2 separate regions of the Mus musculus genome follow, and region 2 is linked to region 1. A link is a contact called in public HiChIP or PLAC-seq data. All regions are on one chromosome and are shown on one strand. Each heading gives the region's core, a stretch centred on a gene start, on an enhancer-like site or on the middle of the called end of the contact. The rest is flanking DNA. Distances are from core to core; before and after follow the strand shown.

What was found. HiChIP or PLAC-seq counts read pairs in DNA pulled down with a chosen protein or histone mark.
Region 2: an H3K27ac HiChIP or PLAC-seq map of embryonic stem cells shows a contact between it and region 1, with 7 read pairs. The contact joins two enhancer-like sites. A contact is called at or near these places in 2 of 115 datasets of contacts at active chromatin or transcription factors (both in embryonic stem cells) and 1 of 9 other capture datasets (pancreatic islet).

The regions. Positions count from the first base shown.
Region 1 is chr14:19,767,719-19,771,941 of GRCm38.p6, forward strand. Nid2 (nidogen 2) reads left to right here. Exons shown (of 21, transcript NM_008695.2): 4 at 492-1,219. Among named protein-coding and RNA genes, the nearest start is that of Nid2, 19 kb to the left of the region's middle. Within about 2 kb of position 2,248, at least 48 of the 459 cell types and tissues checked have an H3K27ac peak or open chromatin away from gene starts, as enhancers often do. A contact at or near this core is called in embryonic stem cells, where this site is marked.
Region 2 is chr14:19,859,028-19,863,250 of GRCm38.p6, forward strand. No RefSeq gene overlaps it. Among named protein-coding and RNA genes, the nearest start is that of D14Ertd670e, 22 kb to the left of the region's middle. Within about 2 kb of position 2,259, at least 19 of the 459 cell types and tissues checked have an H3K27ac peak or open chromatin away from gene starts, as enhancers often do. A contact at or near this core is called in embryonic stem cells, where this site is marked.

The sequences.
Region 1 (4,223 bases), core at 998-3,497:
ACACATGGCTGTCCTCTTCACAGCATGCCATTGACATTGAAATAGTGGGCCACTGAGCCGGCAAGAGGGCCACATGCTTGCAATCGCAGCAGATCTCAGGCTTGAGTATAGCTGGGACTATCTAGTGAGACTCCTCTGAAAAAAGAAACTCTTGGGAACTGAGGGGGGGTTCATGGTCTACTCTACTGAGCAAATGAAGATCTGTTCGCAGATACTGAGTTTCAGTTTGATTAATCCATTTGTATCTCACCCGAGTGAGCAAAAAATTGTTTTAGACTTGGACATTAAAAAGTATTGCTATATCTATCATCCTCTGTCATTAATAGATTAGTCCATGTGAATCCACAGTACATTTGGAACACAAGTTTTCTTGTTAGCATGAAATTTGTGCTCTGGCTCAACTCTGATCTTTATAGTCTTTTGGTTTCAGAACAAACTCTGAAGGAGAATGAATGGACTGCTTACAATCAGCTCTTCTCCTTTGTTCTTAGGCTAAGCAACCTGGGGATTCCTGGAGTGTGGGCTTTTCACATCGGCAGCAGGTTTGCCCTGGACAATGTCCGTCCAGCCACAGTTGGAGGTGACCCTTCCACAGCCCGTTCCTCAGCACTGGAGCACCCCTTCAGCCATGCTGCAGCCCTGGAGAGCTACACCGAGGACAGTTTCCATTACTACGATGAGAATGAAGAGGATGTTGAGTACCCACCAGTTGAACCGGGGGAGGCCCCGGAAGGCCACAGCAGAATTGATGTGTCTTTCAATTCAAAGGCTGATCCAGGCCTTGTGGACGTCGGCACCTCATCTCCAGGTTCCGACCGCGCTTCTCCTTGGCCATATCCAGCACCTGGTAACTGGCCATCCTACCGGGAAACAGAATCGGCTTCTTTGGACCCTCAAACCAAACAGGGGCGGCCGGTGGGAGAGGGAGAGGTTCTGGATTTCAGGGACCCAGCGGAGCTTTTGGACCAGATGGGTACCAGAGCCCCAGCTCCTCCAGAGGCAGATGCAGCTCTCCTAACTCCAGTCAACGAAGACCTTGGGGGCAGAAACACCCAGTCCTATCCAGAGGCAGGGCCAGTGCCTTCAGAGCCAGATGTTCCTGTCCCTCCTCTGGAAGGAGAAGTCCTTCCTCATTACCCCGAGTCTGGTCACGTTCCGCCCCTGAGAGGAGGGAAGTATGTGATAGGACTGGAGGACCACGTGGGATCTAATGATCAAGGTAAGTGCATTGAACAACTTGGCATTTGGGATTTTGTTTAAAGAAAATGTAGCAGAGTTGACAAACTAGAAATGGTCAATCAACTGTGCTCATTTCTCTACTGGGCAGGCTGAGGCAGGCTGGGGCAGGCTGGGGCAGGCTGGGGCAGGCTGGGGCAGGCTGGGCAGGCTGAGGCAGGCTGGGGCAGGCTGGGGTAGGCTGGGGCAGACTCGGGTAGGCTGGGCAGGCTGAGGCAGGCTGGGGCAGGCTGGGGCAGGCTGGGGCAGGCTGGGCAGACTGGGGCAGGCTGGGCAGACTGGGGCAGGCTGGGGCAGACTCGGGTAGGCTGGGCAGGCTGAGGCAGGCTGGGGCAGGCTGGGCAGGCTGGGGCAGGCTGGGGCAGGCTGAGGCTGGAGGATTATCTAGGTTTAAGACTAGCATAGGCTATATAGAGAATTCCAGGCCAGCCTGGATTATAGAGTGAAACTTCTTCCAAAACAAAACAAAAAATACAGCTGTGGTTTTCTTCTGAGTGAATAGGTGAAAAGTTTAGCAAGCAGATTGGAACTGATTTTTCCTCCTTGTGTTTAAGGAGATAAATTCCCTTTGCCAAGTACATCTTGGCAGAAGAGTTCTTCTTGGAGCCTCCTGACCATTAATAATGTGTTCTAAAAAATTAGGCCTCATGGAGTGGGGAAAGAGCTGGGCCACTTGTGCCAGCTCTCCTCCCAAGTGTAATGAAATATTTCAGTTTGCAAGTTCAGGGAAGGTGAGCCATTTCGAGGCTTCGTAGGCATTGCAGGATGGAGGGCACAGCCATCTAGCTTTGGCTATGGTGAGTTCATTGTGCAGACTTAGGCAAACATGCTAAAGAGTCTGCAGGGGAAGATCATGGTAAACACCTCTGCCTGCTGTCATTTCTGATTCTCATCCTCACAGCTGTGGCCTTCACCTCCCCAGAACCTTATCCTCATTCCATGATGCACTGATCGTAGCCCGGGAATGCCCAGAGGGGACAGCTTTTCATCCACACTGATGGACTGGGAAACTGGCCCCAGCTTCGTCCCCCCAACCCCCCTCCCAGGGCCTGCTCACTGATCTCTGCCAGGAGGGAAGGGTCAGAGGTCACGGCTCTCTCCACAGTGTTTCAACTTTACAGTTTTTGTCAGTGTTTTGGCAAAAACATTAACCTAGCAAAGAGGACCTTCTGGTTCTGCTAGGACATTTCCTGAAGGTTCAGGAGTTAGTCAGAGAAATACTTCAGGAGGGAAGAAAACACTTTGTGTTTAACAGAGCAGAGTGTAATAGTTAGGGAAGGGACATTGGTGTCAAGATGAATCTTGGCCAAACTGAGACAACTTATTTCACCCCCAACCAAGTCTCTGATTTTCTATAAATGTATTGCCAGAATTTAATGTGAATTTATGTGACGTTCTGTGCACCTCCATTAGTCGGTTCTTTAAAAGAAAATAGCCGCTGTTGTTACTAATCTTTAGAGGACTTAAAATATGGGAAATGGGTTGGAGGATGGGTAGAGAGTGAAGAGCTAGGCTGGAAAACGAAAGAGCTGAAAACAAAAAGACTCATTAAAAAGCTTTTGACGCCTGGCTGCTTTTCGCCTTGATGAAGTCTGATGAAAGGTTGTTTCTGTAAAGTCAAAGACATGGACTTTTTTTTTTAAGGTTCTAGAACTTTCAGATCCTTCTAACAATCTCCAAAAATTTCAGTGCGGGTTCTTTCTATGTAAAGAGATTTAAAGGCATGAATCAAAGGTTTTCTCAATGAGATTTTGTGGTACAGATGTGTTTCTGAGCGGCCTTTTGTTGGGGGTTGTATTTTCCCAAGAACAGCGCACAGTTACTGAAAAGTGGATCTGTGTACAGTTGGCTGCAACCTGGGTAGCTGGATATAGCCCAGCAAAAACTGTAAACTCACTTGAAACATTCTGAGCTTTTTCTTTTATAACTCAGTCAGGGTTCTTGAAGCACGAACTTTGTAGATGACAATGTGTCACAGTGTCAAAGGTTGTGCATGGCTGTTTAAGAGCTCAGAAAAGCCTGAAGTGGGACTGACCACTGGGAACTGAGGGTAACGGCATAACTAACCCGGGAGGGGCTTGAACTGTGATATTTATCAGCTGCCAAATGTAGCCAATACTGACATCTAAATGCCAGAATGTTTCTGAAAAAGACATTCAGGGGGAGATTGCCTAACTGGAAGCTTTTAAGTCTCAGAGGAAAAAAAAAATACTGTTAGATTTTATTTAAATTATATTTTTGTGTGTTCATGTGTGCAAGTTCATGTGTGCAAAAAAAAGGGCGTTTGTGAGCTGTGTGAAGCACAGAAGCATGTAGTTGTTACTTATGCTCAGAGGAAACACTGCTGTCCCGGAGGTTTATCCAGTAGCTGTGGCCTTACTCTGGGGGTGACTGAGACCTGCACATGCCAGCTCAGAGTAGGAAGTCCCCAGCTTCCGGTGGAGGATGGCCTGAGCACCCACAGCTCTGCTGTGTAGTTTGAAGAGAGATCCTGTTAGAGCCTTATTTTCTGAAGAGAAAGCACCGATCCCAGGAAATGTTAGCTTCCCCTTTACGCGTGTACAGCTCACTCTGCTGAGTCCGGGAATTAGGAGTTTGTTAAAGGCTCAGAAAATTTCTCTTCTTTTTTTTTTTTTTTTTTTTTTTCATTTTATCTGTATAGCCCTGGCTGTCCTGGAACTCACTCTGTAGACCAGGCTGGCCTCGAACTCAGAAATCCACCTGCCTCTGCCTCCCAAGAGCCTGGGATTAAAGGCGTGCGCCACCACTGCCTGGCCTTCTATTCTTTTTAGTATTGTTTTCATTAGGGGGTGCGTGTGCACGTGTGTGCACATGTGCGTGTGTGTGCAGGTGCACTCTTGTGGAGGATAGAGGATAACCTTGAGTGTCACCTTAGGGATGCCATCTATAAAGTCTCTTGCTGGCTTAGAATTTACTTGCAAAGTAGTCTAGACTGGTGGCCAGAAAGTCTTAGGAAACTAACTGGC
Region 2 (4,223 bases), core at 1,009-3,508, 91 kb after region 1:
GGGGTAGGGACATCTTCTCGGAGACAGGGGTGGGAGGAGGGTGGTGGGAGGGAGAGGAATGGGATGAGGAACTGTCAGAGGGTAGACCAGGAGGAGGATAATGACTGGACTGTAAAAAAAAAAACGATTAAAGATAATAAATTAAATAGAAAGAAGGAAAGGAAGGAAGGGAGGGAGGGAGGGAGGGAGGGAGGGAGGGAGAGAGAGAGAGAGAGAGAGAGAGAGAGAGAGAGAGAGAGAGAGAGAGAGAGAGAGAGAGAGAGAAAGAAGTGTCCTTCTGAGAACAGGCCAGTAGAGGGAGCTTGTAAGAAAATATTTCTGTCTAGGAGCTGGAAAATTCCCACCGAGGAGACTCCGTGATTTTAATTATTGTAATTAATGGTAAATTCAAGCAGACTTACACAGGACACAAACCAGAACAGCCACAAATTTGCGGAGGTGCCAAGTGCAGGAAGCCCAGTGGAGAGCCTTCCAAAGTGCTATTCAAGCTCCGGGTTCCAAGCCTCATTCCCATTACATAATTCAAAAATCTGTGGGATTTAGGATGTGCAGTGTTTAGGTTCGTCAGAGCTATCTAAGCTTTCTGAGAAATTATTCCCAAGTAGAAAGTCAGTGCTGGCTGGGAGCTGTGAAGAAGCTGTTGTTCTCTAGACTTTGCCTTTCTTGCAGCTTGAAGACAGGGAGCAAGAATGTCACACTGATGGATGAAACCATCCAAGGAAAATACAGAAACTGCAATTTGAGTGCTAAGTAATTTCCATGTCAAAACTTCTCTTTTGATACATATTTTTGGTTGTGAGCCTAGCCTTTAACGGCTGAGCCATCTCTCCAGCCCTTGATACATATTTTTAATAAAATCTATCTATCTATCTATCTATCTATCTATCTATCTATCTATCTATCTATCACTGTTGTTGCTATTGTTGTATACAGAGTTTCTCTGTGTAGCCTTGGCTGGCCTAGAACTTACTCTGTAGACCAGGCTGGCCTCAAACTCAGAGTACCTCTGCCCCCTTGGGTGCTGGGATTAAAGGTGTATACCACCAGTGCCCTGCTCTTTTGAGAATTTTAATCATTATACTACAAACACCAGGTGAACTTGGCTATGGCTTTGGTTTGTTAACCCCTGATCTAAACCAACACTTAGCCCAACCTTCGAACTTCATCTGCAGTGTCTGTGTTTCTCTTCAGGAATACTTGGATAAATATTTGCTTCCTGGGCCCATGTAGAGATAGTCACCTCAAAAACAAACAAAACCCCAAACAAGAAAATTAAAAACAAACAAACAAAAATTAATCAAACAAACTACACCCCCCCACACACACACCACCACTACCACCACCACATTTCTTTGAGCACTCCAGAAAGAGAGGCAGATGGATCTCTGTGAGTTGGAGGCCAGCCTGGTCTACATTGTAAGTTCCAGGACAGTTAGTACTGTGTAGAGAGACTATGTTGTGGTAAATCTCCTCCCAAATATGCCCCGGCAATGACAACACAACTCAGTTAATATGAATACAAGCCATGCGCCTAGATTGGGCAGATCTACCGCTACACTACCATCTTCTCCTGAAAGTATAACAACGTAAAAACAGAATTCTAGGCCTTTAGGCCCAGGCTTGGGAATGTGGCCTTTGTAAAGGTATGCTAATCATAAAAGAGATAGCGACATTCCTCTACCCACCTGCTTCCTGGGTTCAAAGAGTGCTCATTCAAAGAAAGTCACCCTGGCCATTACCAGAACCTGCAATGCAAATGTTCTATTGTTAGGGGCTCTTAGAAGCTGTCTTGAGAGTTAACAATTACCAGGTATTCCTTGTGACTCTTGTAACTTTACACTTCCTTGTGACTCTTAACTGGTATCTTTGGTATCTTCCAACAACGCCCTCCCCACTTCCTTGAGTTTCTGGTTTCTTCCTTTAAATACCCCCTTACCCAGCTACTCGGAGCGCCAAGGTCCTCTACCCTGTGTGGTGTATGACCATGGGCCCGAGAGCGCTCTTGAATAAAAATCCTCTTGCAATTTGCAGCAAGACCCGTTTCTTGTGGGTGATTTTGGGGTGTCGCCTCTCCTGAGTCAGAATGTGGGGGAGCCCTCACATTGTGGGTCTTTCATTCCATCTTATCAGAACTTGAACTTAGAACTTGCAGTTTCTCCAGGCCATGTGCTTCTGCTCTGCTTTTCTTAGTCTTCTTCCTCCTCTACACCCTCTCCCTCTTCCATTTTCCCCTTCTTCCCTCCCCTACCTTCTGTTCCACCTTCCCTTTTATCTGCCCAATCATCAGCTCTCCTTTATTTTACAAATTAAGGTGGGAAGCAGGTCTACAGGAAATCACCTGAGTGGTGACTCATTCCTTGTTCACAACCACTCACAGGAGAACGGAATTAACATCCAATATAATGAGCCCCAGGACTATCTACCACAAGACTATGTCTCAAAGAACAAAACAAACGATCAAAAAGAAAAAAAAAGACTCTTTAAGGTGCCATTGTGTATTGGCTGAGCAGAGATAGCTTTTAAGGACTGGGACTGAGGAACGGAGAGATGACTCAGTGCTTCTGCAGAAGATCTAGGGTTCAGCTCCCAGCACCCACGTGACGGCTCCCAACCCCTTTGTAACTCCAGTTCCAGGGAGATCTGACACCCCTTTCTGGCCTCTGCAAACACTGCACACACATGATTCATATTCATACATGTAGGCAAAACACTCATGTGTATAATATATGAGTACATAAAAACTGGGACCCAGGTCGGGATTAATAGAAACGTGATTCTCAGAGAAAGCAGAGTTAACTGCTCCCCTGGCATGAATATCTACTGTAGGATGTGCTTGGGGTGTAGCATGCCCTCTGGTGTCCTGGTACAGAACTAAGGGAGGAGAGAAGATGCTGTTTGAGGCACTGATTGAGGCAATGGAGGTTTTTGTACAAGTGACTCAACTTTTCTAGCTTGTATATCACACTGAAAGGGAATATTACCCATTGGGGCTCTGTGAAGGAGTACAGATACGTTAGAAACTTTCACCCTGGCAAAGTACCTGACAGAAACAGCGGAAAACAGGAAGGACCTATTTCTGCTCATGGTTGCAGAAAATTGAGCCCACAGTATGCTAGGTTGGTTCTGTGGCCAGCTAGTGGAAGCATGTTCAGGCAGTTTCTTGCTTCTTGGTGGACAGGAAGCAGAAAGTCAGTCTAGGCAGAAACAGGTATAGCCTTCAAAGACAGTCTCTCAGTGACCTACTTCCCAGGCCCGCCAAAGTTTCCACAGCCTTCCAAAATGGTGTTACTAATTAGGGACCAACTGTTCAACCATGAGCCTGTTGGGGTATTTCATATTAAAATCTTCAAGTAGGCACTTAATCCATGCTAATATTTAGTATCAAGAGTTAGAGGGAAAACCCCCAAAATGCCCGTGTATAAGAACCAAGATAGGAGCTATGGATTAGAATGGAACAAGAAGATCTTAAGATAAAATGTATACCAGCCCCTCTGCCTTACCTCTGGTTTATAACTGGAGGGGAAATCCTAGGTTTTAGTACAAAACGGGCTAGGCAAGAGTGCCTAACCTTTTGATGGTGACACCCCAAAGTCAATTATAAACATCACACAGAACTATGCAGTCTGGTTACAGATAAACGAGTAAACCATAAAAGCCCTTATAAGGCTTAAAGTGAGTTTATCATTTCGTCATTTTGTGTTGAGCCTTATCCGTCACTCTCCTTGGCTGCATGTGACCCATGGGGCCATGGGCAGTACACACATGGCTCCCAGACTGATTAGCTCTTATTGGAGGAACTCTATACCTTGCTTGCCCTTAAGCTCTTTGCTAGCTTCTGACGTAGGCCACTGATAACAAGGTGAAATGGTTCTTACTTGAGCTGTACAACTGAATTCTGCCTGAAGAAGCTCGCCTAGTTGTGTCCCCTTTATGAACAAAGCCAGTTTTGCTTCCCTTTGCAGATTCATCAGTATTCCAAATCTATAAATGTCTCTGCCTCTGACTTCCATTTTTGAGCTCATTATGACATCTGCTTAATTTACTTATTAATAATGAGTTAAACAAAATCTTTGATATGTGTTCTTTCAACTCTTATGTCAGCCATGATTTTGTTGTTGTTGTTGTTGTTTTGCACAGAAAATTATCCCTTAATTTCCTGCTTAATTATGAACTTGAAATCAGAGATGTTTTCCAAGAAAGCCTTTAACAGCATCCTAGAAGAC